2 separate regions of the Sus scrofa genome follow, and region 2 is linked to region 1. A link is a contact called in public HiChIP or PLAC-seq data. All regions are on one chromosome and are shown on one strand. Each heading gives the region's core, a stretch centred on a gene start, on an enhancer-like site or on the middle of the called end of the contact. The rest is flanking DNA. Distances are from core to core; before and after follow the strand shown.

The links. HiChIP or PLAC-seq counts read pairs in DNA pulled down with a chosen protein or histone mark.
Region 2: a contact with region 1 is called in an H3K27ac HiChIP or PLAC-seq map of skeletal muscle. The contact joins two enhancer-like sites. A contact is called at or near these places in 2 of 2 datasets of contacts at active chromatin or transcription factors (alveolar macrophages and skeletal muscle).

The regions. Positions count from the first base shown.
Region 1 is chr3:112,794,858-112,800,336 of Sscrofa11.1, reverse strand. HADHA (hydroxyacyl-CoA dehydrogenase/3-ketoacyl-CoA thiolase/enoyl-CoA hydratase (trifunctional protein), alpha subunit) reads right to left here. Exons shown (of 20, transcript NM_213962.2): 17 at 4,602-4,797; 18 at 3,907-4,021; 19 at 3,316-3,461; 20 at 2,710-3,220. The coding sequence ends at 3,075. GAREM2 (GRB2-associated and regulator of MAPK protein 2) reads left to right here. Exons shown (of 6, transcript XM_003125325.5): 6 at 1-987. Among named protein-coding and RNA genes, the nearest start is that of GAREM2, 20 kb to the left of the region's middle. Within about 2 kb of position 3,071, at least 15 of the 83 cell types and tissues checked have an H3K27ac peak or open chromatin away from gene starts, as enhancers often do. A contact at or near this core is called in skeletal muscle, where this site is marked.
Region 2 is chr3:113,005,040-113,010,518 of Sscrofa11.1, reverse strand. All of the region lies in intron 8 of KIF3C (kinesin-like protein KIF3C), which reads right to left. Among named protein-coding and RNA genes, the nearest start is that of ASXL2, 37 kb to the left of the region's middle. Within about 2 kb of position 3,393, at least 24 of the 83 cell types and tissues checked have an H3K27ac peak or open chromatin away from gene starts, as enhancers often do. A contact at or near this core is called in skeletal muscle, where this site is marked.

The DNA of each region.
Region 1 (5,479 bases), core at 1,822-4,321:
TGTACGTAGGTGCGGGCTGGAGACAAGGGAAGGCTCGGGCCATTGTTTAAGCACAGATTCCTCAAGTGCCCTCTCTCCTCTGTGCTCTGTGGGCTCTTGGCCTAAGCTGCCCCGGCATCAGGATGCCGATTCCTCTATCTCTGAGATGCCCTCCTTTTCCCTCCGCGCCACCGTGTGCTGCGGCCCTGGCCCTGCACACAGGTGCACGGAGTACCAGCCTGTGCCGCCGCACCTGGGGCTCCACCTCTGGGTTCCGGTTGGTGGGCGACGGCTTTGGAAGAGCACAGCTCTGCTCTGGACCTACTTAGGGAGCCAGATGCGCCCCCACGTCTCCCGCCCCCTGGCTTCTGCCCTGAGCTCACTGCAGCTGGCCCGCATCCTGCCTGTTGGGTCCAGTCCAGGAAGACTCCGTGGAAGAGCAGGTGGATTGAGGGCGACTGCTCCCTGGTTCTCGAGGCAGGTGGCCTTCGGTCATTCCCACCCATCTTCTGTCCCATCACTTAACTCTGGTGAACACACAGTGTCCTGCCCTGGTTTTCTGTCCCTGGCACAAGTGGGATGGGGAGGAAGGAAAAAGCATAGTAGCTTCGGGAAAACCTGCTTTTTCCCTCCTGGAGGTCATCCTTCTGCACTTGTGCACCTGCTTCACCAAGAGCAGGTCTTGGTGGCCTGGATCTCAAGCACAGCGACCTGGCAGCACTCAGGGCTGTCCTCACCTACCAGAACCACTCTAATCCCTAGTGTCTGGGCCAGGGTACCCGCCTTCTCGTCTGCCTTACAAGATATTTATTTCCTATTTCTGCCTAAAGAGTAACAAAGCTGTGCCAGTGCTCACGCCCAAGTGGGCTGCCTCGGCGCCGAGGGCAGGGGAGTCAGGAGGGAGAGCACAGAAACTGGGATGCTGTGACATTTGGTTTCCTTGCCAATCACCGAATGAATCCTCAAGTGAAATAAATGCTAGACCACTGAAGAGCAGCGCAGGTGGAATCCTGGTGTCAATTGCGTGCTTTCAGGCCACCGGGCCCGAGTGGTGCCGTGCCCGAGGGCAGGCGAGGACATGGTGTGTGCTTGGGCCCACTCGTTCCTCAGAGACAGCTGGTAGAGCTGCCCTCGTTCCCTTCTGAACCCCCCCCCCCATGGGCCCCTAAACTACTAAGAACCTTCAGTTCTCACTAACCTTTCACACCTGCCTAGTGCTGCTGCTGCTGGAAAGGTCACACGTCAAAGTTCAAGTCACCACCCAGGTTTAACTTCCTGTCTGTCTAAACGCCTGCCTTGAGGCTGCCCAGACCCCTCACCCCCAGAAGCCTGTTCATGGCCTTGGTGTAGAGGATCAATTCCCTACCTTCTGAGTCACCGAAAGCCCTGACTCAGAGACGCCTTGGTTTTGGTCTGGCTTCCTAGCAACCAGACTCTGAGTGTTGAGCTGGGGTAAGCTCCCTGCCTGCCAGTCCCCACAGCAGAGCTGGCACCAGGGAGCTATTTGAAGTACTCGCAACTGGAGGAGAGGCAGGGGGACTGGGTGGCATCTCAAAGTTGAGATTGCACAGTGTGATGGGACCGGAGTTAGGATTCTGTGCACACTCAAGTGTGGATCCTCCTGCCAGACCCAGTGAGGAGCCCCGAAGCTCTTTGCTCAGATTGGCTACTGCCGCTGCCAGAACACAGGGGCAGGAGCTTTCCACACCAGAGGGCAGGGCAGGGGAGCAGTGGAGGCTCTAGCAGGGTGGGGGTGGCAGTGGCTCCCACGGGCTGCCCGTGATCACCATGTGGGCACCGTCCACTTTCCATTGCTTCGGGGCAGGACACACTGACCAGGAAAATGTCACCGCTACTGCTTACCGCTCACCTGACATCCTGAGATACACACGTGAACAAGTCACACCAAGAAAACAGTAAAACTGGAGTTCCGTCGTGGCGCAGTGGTTAACGAATCCGACTAGGAAACGTGAGGTTGCGGGTTCAATCCCTGGCCTTGCTCAGTGGGTTAAGGATCCAGCATTGCTGTGGCTGTGGTGTAGGCTGGCAGCTACAGCTCCGATTTGACCCCTAGCCTGGGAACCTCCATATGCCATGGGAACGGCCCAAGAAATAGCAAAAAGACAAAAAAAAAAAAAAAAAAAAAAAAAAAGGTAAAACTGCAAGGAGGACATGCAGTTTGGGAGAGGAGTCTCCTTTAGGTGCTGGTCCTCTGGACCTCTTAGTCTGCTCAGGTTAGCAAGAGCCTCTTCCCCCATGGGCGTTTATGTACAGTCAGTTTAAAAGGCTTTAGTCTCCTCAAATCCCACTTTCCAGAGTTCCCATAGTGGCTCAGTGGGTTAAGAACCTGACTGGTATCCATGAGGATGTGGGCTCAATCCCTGGCCTCACTCAATGGGCTAAGGATCCAGCGTTGCTGTGAGCTGTGGCAGAGGTTGCAGATGTGGCTCAGATCGGCTGTGGCTGTGGCCGGCAGCCGCTGCGCTCTGATTCAACTCCTAGCCCGGAAACTTGCATGTGCCACAAGCGCAGCCCTAAAAAGAAAAAAAAAAAAAAAAAAAATCCCATTTCCATCCTCACAGTTTCTTTCTTAAGGTGCCACCCCAAACTCTTCCAATACATTCCCACCTCCAAAGCACAGGGCTTTATTCCAGTTCACTCCTTGAAGGAAAGGGGGTTAAACCAGAAGGACAAAGACAGAAGACAAAGCAAGACAAAGGCAGGCAGAGAGGCTGCTAAAGAGCTGGGTCTTTGTTGTTAAGTGTATGGCCGGGTGCAGAAGGGCCCTCACCAGCACTGGGCTCCCAGGAGGAAGAGGCAGCAAGGATGGCCCAGAGTCACTGCCTCTCTGGGCATCGGGCCTGTAAATTCCTGAGCACAGGGGTTCCACCTGCCAACATGAAGCAGAAACTACTTTACAGCCAGACTTCCCCGCAGGGAGAGCTGGTCATGGCCGAAGGCACTTTAATCGCACACGCCCAATGCCCGAGTTTGTCTTCCTCCCGGTTCCTGTGATGAGTCCAGATGCTGCTCTGGGCAGAACCAGTGCTGCCGCTGTCGGTGTCAGGGGGCGAGTGAGCAGAGAGAAGGCTCGCTCACTGGAAGAACTTCTTATTTGGGCTGCTGGCATGGTCAATCAGCAGCTGGCATGGCGTGAACTGTTTCCCATAGATGGCCTCGTACTTCCGGAGCCGGTCCACGACCTTCTGAGCCCCGTACAGATCCACAAACCGGAAGGGCCCTAAGTGGAGGAAGGGGGCTCAGTTGAAGGAGAAGCGAACCAAGCCCTAGGATAAAGCGAGCCACCTCCCCAACGGGCAAGACCAACCGACTGACCTCCAAGACAGGGGGGGAAGCCGAGCCCAAAGACGGCCCCGATGTCGCCCTCGGCAGGCGTGGCCAAGATCCCTTCCTGCAGGCACAGGACAGCCTCGTTCACGAATCTGGTCACCAGGCGGTACTGGATGTCTTCGTCTGAAGAGCTGCCGACAGGGAGAGACACTCAGGTAGAAGAGGGGGCAAAGGGGGGGAGGAGGTGGGAGCCCCGGTGCACACTGGGAGTGAGGGCTGGCCCTGGTCAAACTCCAAGCAATTAACCTGAAACCCAGTTAACTTGCCCTAATTAGCCTGAAACCGGCACCAAGCAGCTGTTGACTGCAAGGGGCCTAGGAAAACCATCTTTCTAGGTGCTTTCCGGGACCCTCCGAGGGAAGGCTTCCCAAGGGGGCTTCCCAAGGCTCGGGTGCAGTCCTTACCCTGGTGCCTGGAAGAGAACGAGGTGGAGTATGGAAGGGCAAAGAGTGCCAAGCCTCAGAATGTTCTCTCTGGTCAGGTATCATCGTAACAAAACCGACCACAGGGGGTTGGAGAAGCTTCCGGCTGATGGGAAATAAGCTTCCGTAGCAAGAGTCCCTCCAATGAACTTACATGTCAGGCCGAGAGGGTATCTTCAGACTTGCCAAAATGCTCTCCGTGTCAGAATTCACATTCCGATTCTTCACTCCCTCCTGGTAGACGTAAAAGCCCTTCCCAGACTTGCGACCTGAAAGACGCAGGGAAAGGGAGCGTTACCAGCTCTCAGATCCCGGGCCCGGAACCTGTGTATCTGGCCTACCCGAGAAATTAGCATTTGTCAGAAGAGCTGGTGGAGAAGGAAAAAGAGCCTGCATTTCCTGTAGCTTGGAAATCTGTGTGACTCAGCGGGAAAGGCCATGTGGGTGAGGTGGAATGTCCAGCTGTGCCTCATCAGGCCTCGTGCTGATTTTGCTGCGACTCTGCCGAGAGCGAAAGCCCCTCTCTGGTGAGCCTCAGCTACACGCTCCCGCACCTAGAGGTTGACTACCTCCACACGGGTGGCCAGACAGCCCGGAGACCTGGGTGCGATGCTCCTGCAGCATCTCAGCTGATGGCACACCGCTCGGGCAATGGCAGAGCCTCAGGTGGTCAGGGTTCTACCTTTTGCTACAGGCCCAGCCTGAGAAGAGGGTCAGGAAATCATTCGAAAACTCCCTGTGACAGGGGGCTCCATAGGAAACACACTCTTCACACGGGCCTTGGGTGACTGCTGGGCTCAGGAGCTCTGTCACTACTGGCGCTCGTTATGCTTCTTTGAGGCGACTCACCCAGGAAGCCCTTGGATATCATCTGCTTCAGCACGTCCAGGTTTCCACCTGCAAACCGCTCCCCAAAGATTTTGCCTAGATTTTCCGCTACGTGTTTCGCTACATCCATGCCAACTTCATCCATCAGCGTCGCAGCGCCCACAGGAAAGCCAAAGCTCGTGGTCAGGGAGTCCAGCTTCTTAGGGCCAACTCCTTCCTGGATGGGAAGTAAGGCTGGGGCCTCAGGGAAGGCTGGCCCAGATTCCCCTAAGGGCTCCCTGTGCGCCCCTCGGAGGTGGCCATGTGCAGCACCCACTTACTCCCAGGTGCCGGGACTGTTTGGCTCAGGGAAGCACAGTTGAGGAGCCGCAGGGGGAAGTCTGAGCCTTCCCTAACCTACAGCGTTTGAAGGAAGTCTCGAGATGAACAAAGCATTCATTCCCTTCTTGTTTGCAATCCTGAATCTCAAGAATAACAGATTCCAGGCCAGACAGGGCTGTTTCCCGGTGCCGAGGGGAGAGGCGTCACCAAGGAGCAGGGCTGCAGAGCCGGGGCCCCTGGTCTGCAAGAGCCCGGCCAGGCCCTGCCCTGTGGTGAGCCACCTTAAAGGCCACCAGGGGGTCCGAGGGCGGCAGATGCAGATGCAGCCTCAATCAGACCAAATGGAGCCCGCTCTGGATGGGGTTGTGGAAACAGCACCGAGAGCACGGCGGGAGGCCTGCGGCTGACCGGAGCAGGGAGGACGCTCAGGGAGCAGAGCTTGCTCTGCCCGCTGAGTGCAGCATCAGCCCGTGACTCGCCAGCACTGTGTGCAAAGGGAGGGCCCCAAAGGGCCTTCTTGGAGAAGAGCCAGGAGTTGGTGTATTAGAAGGAGGAAGCCTGCTCCTCATCTTGGCGTT
Region 2 (5,479 bases), core at 2,144-4,643, 210 kb before region 1:
GAGTCATCTCTCCAAAGAAAACGTACAAATGGCCAATAAGCACATGAAAAGATGCTCAACATTATTCGTTATGGAAATGCAAGTCAAAACCACAGTGAGATGCCACTAAGATGACTACAATCAAAGACAGACAATAACACATGTTGGTGAAGATTCGTACATTGTTGGTGGGACTATAAAATGCTGCAGCTATTTTGGAAACAGTCTGGCAGTTCTTAAGAAAGTTAAACATAGAGTTACCATGTGACTTAGTACTTCCACTCCTAGATATATGGTCAAGAGAATCGTAAACCTGTACATGAATACTCATAGAAGCATTATTCATAATAGCCAAAAAGTAGAAATAACCCACATGGCCATCAACTGATGAATAAACAAAATGTGGTATACCCGTAGAACAGAGCAGAACTTGGCCACAAAAAGGAATGAAGAACTCACAGGGGCTGTAACATGGACGAACCTTGAGAGCCTTGTGTCAAGTGAAAGAAAGTAGATGCAAAAGACCACACATTGTATGATTCCATTTCTATGAAACATCTGAAATGGGCAAGTCCATGGAGACAGAAAGTAGGCAGGGGTTTTCCTAAGGATGGGACACTGGGGAATGAGTGACTGCGAACAGGTTTTTCGGGTTTCTTTCTGGAGTGAGGAAAATATTCCGGAATTAGATAGTGGTGATGTTGTACAAATCTGTGAATACATGGGAGTCCTCAAAATTATACATTTTAAGGAGTTCCCATCGTGGTGCAGCGGAATCCAACTAGGATCATGAGGTTGCAGGTTTGATCCCTGGCCTCACTCAGTGGGTTAAGGATCTGGCATTGCCATGAGCTGTGGTGTAGGCCGGCAGCTGTAGCTCCGATTAGACCCCTAGCTGGGAACCTCCATATGTTGTGGGTACAGCTGTAAAAAGCAAAAAAAAAAAAAAAAAAAAAAAAAAAATCCAAAAAAACAAACAAAAAATTTTTAAATGGTGAATTTCATGATATGTAAATTACATCTTAATAAAGCTATTACTATAAAACAAACAAAACTCAGGCTTGGCTTTTTTTTTCTTAAGGGCCACACCTGAAGCATATATAAGTTCCCAGGCTAGGGGTCAAATTGGAGCTATGGCTGGTCGGCCTACGCCACAGCCACAGCCACATGGGACTTGAGCCACATCTGTAACCTACACCACAACCTGTGGCAATGCTGGATCCATAACCCACTGAGCAAGGCCAGAGATTGAACCCACATCTTCATGGATACTAGTAGGGTTTTTAAACTTTGAACCACAGCGGGAACTCCTGTACTGCATTTTTTGGGTGCTCGACAAACATATTTTTTATATTTATCCATGCTGCGCTAGATTTGATTATTGAACTTTAGCTCTACTGACTATCTGAAGGTTTCAGTACAGCACTTTATATGTATATGAGTGTGTGTGTGTATGTGTGTGTTATTTGCGTGTGTTTTATTTATGTCCTTTTGTTGATGGACATCTAGGTCAATTCCTTTCTCCCCCTTTTCTATTTAACACAGTGCTGTTGTGGGCATTTCTGCACAGGTATCTTCAAGTACATAGTCAACAATTCCCCTGGGGTATATACCCAGGAATGGAATGTTTCCGATGGGCATTTTCAGCTTTACTAGATATTGCCTAATTGCTTTTTTTGGTGGGGGGAGCTGTGTTTGCAGCACACAGAAATTCCCAAGCCAGGGATCGAACCTGCACCACAGCAATGACCAGAGCTACAGCAGTGACAGTGCTAGATTCTTAACCTGATGACCCACCACGGAACTCTCCAAATTACTTTTTTTTTTTGTTTTTTTGTCTTTTTGTCTTTTCTAGGGCCGCTCCCGCGGCATATGGAGGTTCCCAGGCTAGGGGATCCTGCATTGCTGTAGCTCTGGCATAGGCCAGTGGCTACAGCTCCGATTCGACCCCTAGCCTGGGAACCTCCATATGCCACGGGAGCGGCCCAAAGAAATAGCAAAAAGACAAAAAATAAAATAAAATAAAATAAAGTGGCTGTATCTATGAAGACGTTTCCATTGCTCTATATTCCTGGCCGACTCATGGTATGTTAGACATTTTACTTTCAGCAACTTAAGGAGTGTGAGGAATTTTACTACTCAAAGCAAACACACAAAAAAGACAGAAAACAAGAGAGTTATTTACATTAAAAAAAAAATACAGGATTTTGCACCTGTGTTATATGGAAGTTCTCAGGCTAGGGGTTGAATCAGAGCTGCAGCTGCTGGCCTATGCCACAGCCACAGAAATGCCACATCTGAGCCACATCTGTGACCGCATCTGTGACTCAGTGGATGCTTAATCCACGAAGTGAGGCCTGCATCCTCACCGACACTATGTCAAGTTCTTAACTCGCTGAGCCACAACAGGAATTTCCTGAGTTTGTCATTTTACCCTGGGCAGCTTCCATGTGTACACAAGGTATGCATGTCAATAAACTTGCTTTTATTTCTCTTGTTAAAAAAAAAAAAAAAAGTACAGGATTTGGAGTCAGACAGATCTGCGTTTGAACTTGGCTCTACCCCTTAGAGCTCTGTTACCTTGGGAAGTGGCTTATGATCTCTGAGCCTAGCTATCTCATTCTTATCAAACAGAATGGCTGAGATTAATCCAGAAAATCACTCAGCACAGTACCCCACAGAAGGGCTCCACACATGGCAGCTGCGATGACTATTTATTCTCAATTCCATGTGCTAATTTCAAGCAGGGATACAAATGAGCAATGAAAAAAGCCAAAAGGCAGACAGTTAGAAGACAGAAGAGAAGAAACAGGCTGGGTAATTCAGAGATAGGACATTCTGTCCTTGAATAGTAGAACAAGCCGTACAGGAGCCGACAGAGCAACGCCTGCCTTCTGCAGCACAGAGGAATGAGAAGCAACACTCTCGGGGTTTTTAACCAAGGGCACATACAAAAGCACTGGATCCCACGTCGGGCCCCTGCTGACCCCTCTTCACAGCTGAAAACAAGGAAGGATGAGGCTGTAGAGGCCCCGGTTTGTTCTGCTGCTGCGCACCCTCTGAGAGGTGGGAGGGCTGTGCCCAGGAACAGCGGCAGCGCTGAGGGAGGGAGCAGGAACACCCGTCACAGAACAACTTGGCAATTGCAAGGAGCATCTATGCCCACTGGAGCTTTACAGCAACCTCCTGAGGTGTAGACAGGGCAGATCAAGAGGCTCAGAAAGCAAAGTGCCTTTAGGGTCCAAAGTCCTACAACTGGGAAGAGGCTCAGAACTGAACCTTCCCAAATACTCTTCTTCTGATGCTGGGCTGTCTTTGAGGGAGCACCCACAGAACAGTCTGGGCCTGCATGTCCCTTGCAGGCTGCAAGCTCTGGGAACAGGACAGGGGGACAGGGCTGGGCGAGCAAAGCAGTGGATGAGCGTGAATTGGCAGCCTGACCCAATAAAGATGCCAGGGCTATTCTGGGTGGCGGGCAGGCAGAAGGGGGTGGGGGAGGGGAGTCTGTAACTGGGACACCGAACTTCCCATGTCCTCTCTTCTGCTCCAGGCCTTCTTGCCCTGATTGATCCCTTTGTAGTAAGCGAGTTGTGGCTGACAGCCCCTGAGTGGAGGCCTGGCTCTGCATGTATTCATCCCCCCACCCCACCCCCGCCGAAAGAAACCCAGTTATCCTGTGCTTAGCAGATCCTTCAGCGTTCTCTTAGGACCCTCCCTCGACACAGCTGCTATCACAGTCTTCTTTCTTCCCTTACTGTTAAAAAGCCCTCTCTCAGCCTCACGGCAGAGGCTGACCCCAATCTCACTACCAGCTCGGTCAGCTCGCCGCCTTCCCTCTCCTGCCCTGAGAACCAGCAGCCAGCCTCACAGGATGTATTTTCCAAGTCCTTTACAAGCACCTGCCGCAGCAAATCCGACTTTTCTGCATGATCGGGCCCCTTCGGCCCTGCAGGTCAGCTGTCCACCTCGCAGCATCCCCTGCGCGAATAAGATCCCGCTCCTCTCCCAGGGGCCCTTCACACGGCCCACAACCTGCCTGGGAAGGCAGACACTGTGCCCTGTTGCAGATTCTTCTGCAGCTGTCCTGGGCCTGTGAATGAATCTAGGGACTCAACCCAGAGCTGAGAATGTTCTGACTGAGGTAAACGTTGCCTCTGTAATGAAACCAGTGTAACTTTCTATCCCGATTCTATTTAGAGCCAGGAATGCGCTGGCGTTCTCCCTCTCCCCCCCCCCCCCCCCCCCCGCCCCGGCTTCTCCCTCGCTCCCTCTCCCTCTCTCTCCCTCTCTCAATTTGGAGGCAGCCTGTATAAAAAAAATCAAAATCTGGAATTCCTGTCATGGATCAGCGGAAACGAATCCAACTAGTATCTTTGAGGATACGGGTTTGATCCCTGGCCTCACTCAGTGGGTTAAGGATCCTGTGTTGCTGTGGCTGTGGCTGTGGTGTAGGCGGTCAGCTGTAGCTCTGATTTGACCCCTATCCTGGGAACCTCCATATGCCGTGGGTGTGGTGCTAAAGTAAAAAAATAAAATAAAATAAATAAATAAATCAACATCTGAAACAAAAGCAACACACTGCATTGTCCTTCTATGGCACTTCTAAGGGATGACGGCAAGCCGGTTTCCCCAGAGCCCCCACAATCATCCTACTGGCTTACTGGTAGGAGTGGAACCATTTCTGGATCATCTCCTCTGTGCCAAGTATTGACCTACAGCCTCCCACACATCATCTCATTTCAATCTCGACCACCCTGCAGGGATTTTTATTTTACTTTATCGTCCTGACTTTGCAAGTGAAGAAACCTGGGTTCAGAGAGGTTAAACAACCTTCCCAAGGCAGAGCAGGGGCTAGAATTCAGAATGCTCTAAGTCCCAAATGCAGTCTCTACTGCACCATGAAGCCTCTGAAAAGAATGCAGGGTGGCAGAGATTGCAAAGGCCAAAGGGCTAAAGTTACAAACAGAACTTTGTAAACCATGGGCTACAGACGTTGCCAAATACACAACCCTTAGAAGGCAGTTTTGAACAAACGCAATTAAAAAATGAAGTCTATTATGAAAAAGCAAAAATAAAAGGTCATACTTGTAAAATAGTGGTTGCTGCAGATGGCTGCAGAAATTTTCTTTTTTTTGTCCCCCAAAGAAACTCTAACACAAAATTGTGGTTGTGGAAGGCACCGCACCTGAAGTTACTGGGTATCAACAAGCCATGGCACAGAGATAGTGGAGAAAAAAGAAAATGGGACAGACCTCCAAAATAAGTTGACAGGAGCAGAGCAGAGTGTGTTTCAAGAACTCCCCAACAGAGCTGCCGGGAAGAGCATGTGGGGTAAATGCTTGGTGGTGGGCCGGGGGGTGTTTTCCACCAAAAGGGACAGCATGACATTAGGTAATTTCTTTCTGACAATGCTGTCTTCTTCTCCCTTTGAGCAGCCATCAGTGTTCTCATCCCCAGAATACCACAGGCTCAAGTGAAACAAAATATTCCACACTTGACT